3 separate regions of the Mus musculus genome follow, and all the other regions are linked to region 3. A link is a contact called in public Hi-C data. All regions are on one chromosome and are shown on one strand. The core of a region is the stretch at or near the end of the contact, and the rest is flanking DNA. Distances in the headings are between cores, read along the strand shown. Region 1 overlaps Nrp2 (neuropilin 2). Region 2 overlaps Pard3b (par-3 family cell polarity regulator beta). Region 3 overlaps Pard3b (par-3 family cell polarity regulator beta).

What was found. A called contact is a pair of places that touch in the nucleus more often than the background predicts.
Region 1: a contact with region 3 is called in a Hi-C map of the N1E-115 cell line, with 12 times the contacts expected there. The contact joins two enhancer-like sites. A contact is called at or near these places in 3 of 484 Hi-C or Micro-C datasets (the G1E-ER4 cell line, the N1E-115 cell line and myocytes) and 2 of 115 datasets of contacts at active chromatin or transcription factors (both in embryonic stem cells).
Region 2: a contact with region 3 is called in a Hi-C map of olfactory sensory neurons, with 2.2 times the contacts expected there. The contact joins two enhancer-like sites. A contact is called at or near these places in 2 of 484 Hi-C or Micro-C datasets (bone marrow-derived macrophages and olfactory sensory neurons).

The regions. Positions count from the first base shown.
Region 1 is chr1:62,778,472-62,781,849 of GRCm38.p6, reverse strand. The region is part of intron 12 of Nrp2 (neuropilin 2); the gene reads right to left. Among named protein-coding and RNA genes, the nearest start is that of 4930487H11Rik, 15 kb to the left of the region's middle. Within about 2 kb of position 1,574, at least 18 of the 459 cell types and tissues checked have an H3K27ac peak or open chromatin away from gene starts, as enhancers often do. A contact at or near this core is called in the N1E-115 cell line, where this site is marked.
Region 2 is chr1:62,058,109-62,061,176 of GRCm38.p6, reverse strand. The region is part of intron 3 of Pard3b (par-3 family cell polarity regulator beta); the gene reads right to left. Among named protein-coding and RNA genes, the nearest start is that of Pard3bos2, 76 kb to the left of the region's middle. Within about 2 kb of position 1,451, at least 1 of the 459 cell types and tissues checked has an H3K27ac peak or open chromatin away from gene starts, as enhancers often do. A contact at or near this core is called in olfactory sensory neurons, where this site is marked.
Region 3 is chr1:62,404,011-62,407,268 of GRCm38.p6, reverse strand. All of the region lies in intron 18 of Pard3b (par-3 family cell polarity regulator beta), which reads right to left. Among named protein-coding and RNA genes, the nearest start is that of Gm34881, 120 kb to the left of the region's middle. Within about 2 kb of position 2,003, at least 5 of the 459 cell types and tissues checked have an H3K27ac peak or open chromatin away from gene starts, as enhancers often do. A contact at or near this core is called in the N1E-115 cell line and olfactory sensory neurons, where this site is marked.

The DNA of each region.
Region 1 (3,378 bases), core at 325-2,824, 380 kb before region 3:
CCAGACATAGGGTGATCTTCCAGCCTTCTGTTTCCACATCCGATCTTCCTGCTATCACTATTAATGATAATAATTACAACTCAGATTTGCATAATGCCTTTCAGATTACAAAGCACACTGGTACGCAAGATATCACCTCGTCCTTGGTCTATACCTGTGAGCTAAGACTTCCTAATTTTACTTTGCACTTGATGGAGAAACCAAGAAAGGTTTAAGTGTCTTGTCCAAGGAGGAAATGCTGGTTCAGAGGTAGGGAGACCCCAAACTTAAATGAGGGATCCCACACCTTCCTACAGTAAACTCTTGAGTTGCCCAAAAGCATCTTGCCCCAAATCCTTGCAACCCCTCCCTGTCCGAGGCAAACCCTCTCCCCCCTGAGCCTACTGCCTCACAGCCTCACTGACCCTGAAGCCCCTTGCTCTTCCTTTTTTCCACCTAGCCTGGCTCTGCTGCCAACTTCTAACCATTCTGGCACGGGCAATAGTCACCCCCTCCTTCCTGATCTTGCTTACCTTTAAAAGGAGTTTAGACTTTTCCATAGTGACTACCCACTACCTGTCACCCTTAACAGGGTCATGTGTCTTTCCTATATCTCAGATTTTTAAAAAAGTACTTATTTATTTAACATGCGTGTGTATGCTCACATGTGTGCACGTGCTGTGCACAAGAGTGTGCCACAATGCACATGAGGAGGCCAGAGGATTGTTTGTAGAAGTTGGGTTTTTTCTTTCCACCATGTGGGTCCCAGATCAAGTTTGGTGGCAAGCACCTCTACCCGGTGAGCCATCTTCAATCGCCTATCACAGATTGTCTTGCACACAGAAGGTTGAATATCGCATCTTTCTCCTCTCCTTAGTCCGTGCATATCACACTACCCTGAGAAATCTTATCCCATGAATGAATAAATGAATGAATGGCAAACACACAGATGAGAAGGAATGGTATATAATGAGAAGAGAGAATCTGCTAGCCTCTGCCAAGTCTTCAGTTCACACAATCCCTTTGCCACCGACTGTTTTCCTGAGCCAGCAGGCCCCTTTTAAAGATGAGGTAAGCTAATATTGGGGTCACCTGTGGAGGCTCCCAGTAGACTGAGACACCAGTGAGGGTCCCCCTGATCCCCTGCGCTCCTGGAACTTCCAAGCCCTTACCCTTTCCACCCCATCTATAAAGGAAAGCAGAATCGAGAAGTTTCTTATTCAGCTTTCTCCCTTCACAGCTTCACAAATAAGACCCACTTGCTGCCTGAGAATTGCTTGGCGGAAATTCTGTCACTTGTGTGAATTTGCATTCTTAAGCAAAGGAGTCATAGCAGAACGGTTACAACCGGGAAAGCCAAATGTGTCTGGGGTGTGAGATGGCGGGCTGCAAGGATTTTCATCTGGGTCTATCTTATCTCCCGACCCTGTCATTAGAATTCAACCAGGCCAAAGGGTCCCCAGACAACTGGTGCAGTCTCCAGAGCCTGCGTCTTTCTCCTTTCTTCTCTCCTCCCTTCTCTCACAGTAGGCTGGTAATCACTATGCATGATTTACAGGGCCGCGGCAGGAATCGAGTTAATGCTGGTGGCGTGCTAAGCACGAGCAGCTGAAGGATCATAATTCAGCGCTGACATCTGAGCTAATCCACGGGTTTGCAGAGTCTCCAGACAAGCAGGCCTCTGGATTTCACTCAGTTAAATCATTTGTGCCCCACTTGTCTGTTAAGTGCTATGAACTCCAGGGAAGAAAGATGATATGTAAATTTAAGGAATTAGCAGGGACATCAGTCAGAGAGATGCCAGAGCTGCAAAACATCGCTGCCTGTCATGACAGAGGCCTGATTAGAACCAGGAACCGCGAAGGAAAAACAGACCTGGAAATGCACAAGGAAGGGAACCAAAAAAGCAGAGGATAAGGATGATCAAACTGAGCAGATACAGATGACAGACACCACACCACGGCTTTACCCTTAGCTGTGGTTCGTACCCATCCCTGTGCACCCAGGAATATCACCTTTCTCTTTCCCTCATCCTCTCTGTCTCTCTCTCTGTCTCTATCTCTCTTTCCCCTTCCACCCTGCTAAGTAGCTCAGGTTGGCCCTGAACTCATGATCGTCCTGCCCGATGCTCTCCAGTGCTGGAATTAGCTATGTGCCCCCATCCGCATCAAGCCCATTTTCCCTCTGAAGCTCAGAGATATGAGGTCATGCTTCCAGGTCCACTGCTACCGAGTGATGGAAGTAGGCTCTGGACACAGATGGGACTGAGTAAACTTGCTGGCTCCTTGTCACCTGTGGTGGAATCCTGGCTGGAGGCTCTAAGTCTTGGAAAGCCTTAGTCTTTCCATCTGTATACTGGGTATAATAATGGTATTACTGCATGAGGTTGTAAGGCTAAGCCCTGTAGAGCACTTTGCATGGGAACAGGGATATAGCAAGAGCTCAGTCAAGCTACTGATGCCATGCCACACACTGCCTTCCATAGACTAAAGACCACCATAAACCTGGGAACCCAGTGCAAGATACAAAAAGAAGCAGGATTCATCCTGGGGGTGTGGTGGTATTGACATTGACATTCTTTGAAATAAGATGCTTTCCCTTAGAAACCAGCCAGTTCCCAGCTGTCCATCATGTGCCCCTCCCATTGGCACAGGTCTTCTGTGCCAATCTTCAGAGGATGAAATAAAATGAGATAGTGTCTTGGATCGTGAGTGGGAACCCATGTGACTACTAGCACTGGCCAGAGGAAGTATGTGGAAACATCCTGACTCCATGCCACCCACCCTTCCCTTCAGAAAGGGGCTCCACAGGCCACACTGGCAATGTGTTCTCCAGGACACATCCCCAGCTGTCAAGAACATCTCACATTCAGTTTAACACCTTCCTGCTGTCGTGTGGACACACGTGCTCCATCTATCCCTGATGGGACACAGCTCATTTCCGTTCTATGACTTAGAAGCATTTTACTCATAAGGCGTTAAGGAGTCCAGGGGGCTGGGGAGATGGCTAAGTGTATAAAAGGTTTGTCTCACAAGCCTGATGACCCCAGGACGGAAGTAAAACCACAGGTCTACAAACCCACCTGTACTGTACCCCTACAAGTAGGTGGGAAAAAGAATGGAAGTTTCTGAGATAGCCTGAGGTACACTCCACTGAACAAACAGACACTGTCTCAGACAAGATAGAAGGACTGACACCAGGGGTTGTGCACTGTGGTGCATTCAAATACAAACAGAGAAGGGAGAGATGGGGGGGGGAGAAGAGAGGAAGGGGGAGACAGGGAGAGAGAGAAGAAGAGAGGAAAGAAGAAAAGAAGAGGGAGAGGGAGAAAAGGAGAGTGACAGAGAGGGAGAGGGGGAGGGAAAAGGAGAGGGAGAGGGAAAGAAAGAGATAGAGATA
Region 2 (3,068 bases), core at 202-2,701, 350 kb after region 3:
AGATGTCCTTTAATTTGAAACTAAGGAGCACAATCACATCCTTCAGGTCGTGTTGGCACAGAAAAAAACCCAACATGCAGTTCTGCTTTCAAAAAAGACCATAAGAGGAAAGGAGGAGGTGTCCTTATGAGCTCTATAGGAAACACTGGATGCTACTGGAATTGTCTTCCCATGGTACTTGTCCCATTCTAGATATCAATGTGCATATGTGCATGTGGAAGTACACACACACACACACACACACACACACATACACACACACCACAGGGATGGCACACAGCTCTCCAAATAAAAAAAGCAGATGAGTAGCCATACCAGTAACAATGCTCTACAGTTTATTTTCATGTAAACAATGAAGTGGGTCATATAGAGGGTATCATTTTAGCTTGTGGAAATCTATGTGTTCTTAAAGTTTCATATTTTTACCAAGTTTTCCGATGCCCCTCTTCCATAGCTACTGGTCACACTCAGAAGAAGCCTTTAAACAGTCTTCAAAGAGAAAATTCAGCAATTCCAAACTAGATTTACATACTACAAAAATATTTACTACACAGCAAAGCATATGAGCAACGCACTTTATCCAGGGTGGGCATAAAAGACCCCCCAGGAGGACAGAAGGGACTGACAGAGTCACATGAGAAAAGGGTATACTACGATGTGAGGAATTAATGACCATGAAACAATTTGCTATGGCTTGTAATCCTATATTCTAATTTTATAAGCTCTTATGTTTAGAATACAGATTTCATAAGCCCTTATGTTTAGAATAGATTTCATTTCCTATCTAAAACAAACATATGGTATCAAGCAGTCTTTTTAATGCTCAGATTTAAATTAGTTTTAAAGAGATAAAAAGACTGAAATAGTTCTGCTATTTGTGCATGCTTAACAGCAATATTTATGTCAACATATTGGCAAAGAAAATGTAAGGATCCTTGTATCTCACTGGGCCCACAGTTTCATTTTAGAAGAAACACAACACAACTGCTTAAAATATTTGCAGTGTTATATATCAATAAGGTGGAAGACTAGTGTACTTTCCTCCAACATCTTTACAGCAGAGAACTCAATTCTACGTTGCAAAACAGCCTTGCTAAGTAATCTGATGACTGCATCTGTCTGATAGTTTTTTACATTTAGATACCACCTAGTCACTGTGACTTTTTTATTGTGCATATAACACATAACTACTGTCCCAGAGTCCAAGGGAGAGTCTAGACTGTTTTCTTTGCAATTTACTGCAGTGAAATCTCTTCTTCCTAATAGCAGGTTTCTCAAAATTGAGTCACAACCCATTTGTGAGTCTTGAACATAAACTAAGAGGGTTAGCATTCTAATGTATGTATGATACAGGAAAGATGACAGAATAGAAAGAAAAGAGAAGCTCTGATGCTGCTTCCCTGGAGAACTCACTACAGCCGATTTGCAACAGGAAACTGGGTAGGAAGTCTCTAGGGATCATCAACTCCTTAAGGAAATATATCTAGTCCAAGATTCAGTCCAATAACCCTCCACAGCCTTTCTGAGTTTGGAGATTTATGTCCTGATTAACATTTATTTTCCCTAGGCATTTACTGGAAATCTGCTAAGTGCTAAGAAATTTGTTAATTACTGGGAAAACAAAGATTACTATGACAGTATTTGACCTTCAAAGGTTCCAAGGAGAGAGATAATATGTAAGATGATGTCACTAGAGATATCTATGAAGTCACTGAAAATTCTGTAAGTGCAAGAAAAACTATAGCTAAAGAAGTTTGAGGTGACTCTACAAGTCACTTGATCATTGTAAGTATTTACATGTATCCATCCATCCATCCATCCATCCATCCATCCATCCATCCATCCATCCATTTATTAATCCTTCCATCCATCTATCCACTATGTTCAAGGGATTGACATAGGAGCCAAAAGAAGTTTACCCAAATAAGATGTAAGACTACATTAGAAAACCTTCATCTTTAGGATAAAAAGAGGTTTACAAGACAAGTCAAGAAAAAGATGGTGATAGGTACCAGGTAACAAGATGCCTCAGAGATGGAGAGGTTATTTATATGTTGAAGTTAAAGAAAGTATGGTGGGTGATGATTGATGGACAGCAGAAAAAGGTTCTGATATCACAAACAAAATTGGTCCAGGCTTTATCACAGCAAAAACAAGACAACCATGTACATAAATATTTGTGAATGTATTATACTAAGGGAACAAGACAATGAGTGAACTATATCAACAAAGTGAGTACTCTCACTTGATAACACATTAACCACACAGGTGGAAACAGATATATAAATCTGATTTTAACAGGTTCCTGCTTCAAATCTTTTATTTTGAATATCTCTAATACAGCAGAATCAACTCTCTTTCCTATGTCCCAAAGTTCTATGTGTTTTATTGATATTTTATTCTTTCTGGAACCACTGAAAGTAGATACGTTTTCTTGATTACCTTTTCATTTTAATGCACATAAACAGAAGTGATTTTATGTCTTGAAACGTTATTGAGTTTATCATTCTCACAAGTTTATTGGTAGACTACTTAAGGTTTTCTACATAAAAAGGTATGTTCTTTATGAACAGAGAACAGAGATTTATTATTATTATTATTATTATTATTATTATTATTATTATTATTTGGTTTTTTCGAGACAAGATTTCTCTGTATAGCCCTGGCTGTCCTGGAACTCACTTTGTAGACCAGGCTGGCCTCGAACTCAGAAATTCACCTGCCTCTGCCTCCCGAATGCTGGGACTAAAGGTGTGCGTTACCACGCCCAGTCACGAGATTTATTATTTTCTAATTTAGAAACTATTTATTTCTTTTTCTTACTCAATTGCTTTAGCTTAGTGCTATTATATCATATATAACTACTAATAGTGACTATGCTTGTTTAGTTACTGATAATGGGGATACAGAATTTCAGGATGGGGATATAGACTACTTGGTAGGGTATTGTCCTAGCACATAATAGGGCCTGGTTCCTGTTCTCAGTAGCACATGAACAGGGTATGCAGATACATATATGTAATGCTAGCACTCAACTCAGTGGACAGAGGCAGGGCCATCAGGAATGC
Region 3 (3,258 bases), core at 754-3,253:
GATGGATGGATGGATGGATAGATGGATGGACAGATGCTTTGCCTGATTTTGTCACTGGCTTCCTTACACTGAGTACAAGAGCCAACTGCTGCATGGCTCAGTTCGTATGGCTCATTTGTACCCCTGTTTTCTTTGAAACAATTGAAAAGACCTTGTTTCAAACAGCATTACATAAGCATCCCATGAGTCTCATGTGTCAGATGGTATTGTTCTTCAACCAGTTTATTAATTTATTCATCTTAACCCATTGTAAATATATCAGTGTGATTAATAAGAGGAAAATAATAAATGACATGGGTATCAACATATTTTGTTTAGAGTGCTTTTTCTCTCTAAAAGACAAATGCTTGCTATTGTCTCTAGCATGCCTGGCACAAAGATTAAGTCCTTAAAGAAGATATATTAATGGAAGCCAGCTATCATTAAGATAAGTATTACATAAATGATCTTGGTTCTCCCTAACCCCTGTAGACTATGGAAGAAAAAGAAATATTCGAGAAAATCAGTCCTAGATGTAATAATAAAGAAGAATCTATATCTATAAAGTGATTCAAAATGGTATAACCTGCCAGGACAGTATGGATTGTCTGCAGAATGCCTCTGGTAAAAAAGGCAAACTATGACTGGTGTGAGCATCCTTCATCCTTCTTACAAAATTACTCTATGTCAGTAGGCATTGTAATTATACTAATTGCAACCTTGGTCGTTGTAGCCACAGCCACTTGACATTCTTACCTAGCTGTCAAGTGTGTTTGTTACCAGTGTTAAGTGTGGAGGGAATTTGAGGCCCCTCTTGAGGCATCACTGCTCTTCAGTCAAGCATCCTCCAGTTGACAATAAAAATCATACTTTGCCTTGTAATATGATATTCAAGAGCTGTGAGCAAAATGAGTCTTTGTGATCTTGAGAGGACTAATGCCTTAAGCTTGCACACAAATGAAAGATGGAGAGGATTAAAGTCGGGGAATTTACCAACCCACTCCAACCTTGTTTGACAGGCAGGCACCTGAGAGAGCCTGACTGCATCAAAATGCAAAACAAATGCTGTTTGTCACCAGCAATGAGGAGGACTCAGATGTCATTTCTGAGCTCCAATAGGGGACAAAGAAAACAGCACACTGGGGAATGCCAGGTCTCTTATTTACGTCATGCCCAACAAAAAAAGGGATTCGAGGAGGAGATCCTGAGAGTGAACTGTTCTCAAGGAAGTTTATACCGGAAATCACCAAGTTCTGGGATTTCAGAGTCGTGGTGTGTAGACTGAAGTGTAGTTGATTTAGTAGTGAAGGTCTACCAGTGTTGGGAGTCCTGGACTATATTCGAAGGTCAAATTGAAAGTATATTTTCTTCCCTTGTGATGCTGCTATGGCTGGTTTTCTTGAGGCTACTGTGCGTCCCTGGCGTCTACCCTGTGTTTACACCACAGACAGCAGAGGGGAAAGGAAAAGACTCCTTAGGAAAAAGGAATTTTGCTTCTCAGCTTTAGCATGTATGCTTCTCCAAGGGTGAAATCTAATTTCAGTGCCTGGTCTTAGTCAAATGCATCACTCTGCCTTACTTCTTGCAAATAGATATTTTAGCTAAAATTTTCTGCAGATTTACAGTGTCAGGCACTGTGCTAAATTTCTAAATTTGCTATGTTTCCTTTGTTGTTGTCATATAAAATCTTTTATTTATTTATTTTTTGGAAGAGCTTGTGAACTGGAGATCAGTTTAAGGAAATCTGTGAAATGAATTGGAAAGACCCTCTCTTCTCTACTCCACACCCTCCCATAGCCTCATCTTCCTATCCAGATATCCCACTGGAGTTGTTGGATCTGGGGACAGTCTCGTGTTCTGGAAGTTTGATAGCTTTTTGATTCTGTTATTTTTTCCTGGTTGCCAGTCTCTGCGGCCCCATCTGGATTTAAGATAATCTCATAGCATAATGAATGTTACGTTGTTAGCTGCTGCTGGCTTCCTGTGCCTGAGCTGGCAGAGAACACAGCATTGTAACCGTACCCTTCCTGAAGTGCTCTGCTGCCACGAGTATATCCCTGGGGGAACTGAGGCATCACAGCTTTAGGGAGGGGTACAAATGCTCCAGTGTTCACATTGGATCCGACATCCACTTCGTGGACAGGCAATCTAGGCAGGCCAGGATTTGGGAATTAGCATTTTCTAAGAGAATAGCTCCATCATCAGGAATGCGGTGCAGAGGTGAAGTGGGAAGGTTCAGGTTCAGAGAACTGGATTTTCTTTCTGTGCTCTGTAATAGCAGGGAGCCATTAGTTCCCATGTTCTTCACTTCTTCAGTGTCAAAACTCTGTAATAACTCTTCTTACCAATCTAACAGAATTCGTGCCACATAAAGCTAGCTAGTATGAGCTAATAATGAAGTTGGGCACTTTGATAAGCTAAGAGCAAAAATGGAACTCGCAGGTACTGAGACAATTTAAAGGAAAGAGATGGTTCTGTTATATTTATTAGATCACTTGGAGAGCATGCATTTACTAGCCAAGCTAGCATATAGAAAAAAGACCAGGTGCTGGTCAGCACCACTACCTAGGTGTCACCATCATGAAGTATGAAGAGCCAGCACTGGCTTCAAGACCAAGAAGAGGGGCTCCATTCATCAACTTTTGTTTCTGGAATCTTATTATTATCAACCAGGAGAAAAGAAGTAGTTGGGATGCTAAGTTGATCCTGAACCCTTTCCTTTTCCCTTAACAGAGAGCATGTAAGACACATCCGTGTGCACTGAATGCCCCTTAGTAAGATCCCAGACCATGCATATTCCTTCTGAGCAGAAAACACGTAAATTCTATTCAGAATGTGCCTTGGTACCAACATCCTGAACATTGTATGTTGTATAACTCTCTCTGGCATTTTCCTTAAGAGAGCGATTCCAGAGTAAAGGACTTTAAAAGGTAGGATGCAGATCCAGATAAATTCGTGATGTTCACAGTAAAAAAATTACAGAAAATTTCTGTGGGTCACTCATGGTACTCTAGTACTGGTTCTTCAGATGAAACTACATGGGATCCTGATCAGAAAATCAGTTTTTAGGTCTGGGGATAAAGTGCCTAGCTATAAACTCTAAGCATGTACTGTTCAACATGATTACTCTTTAAAATCATGACTGGCTGTGTCTAGCCCTTCAAGGTTGAAAGTCTCAAGTGTGAACGTGTGAATAGTAAGGGTTTCTGTTTTTAATCTATCAATAATAAGACGTAAGTCACATGGTTCAGGATGATTGAAATCCACACTTGTGTATAT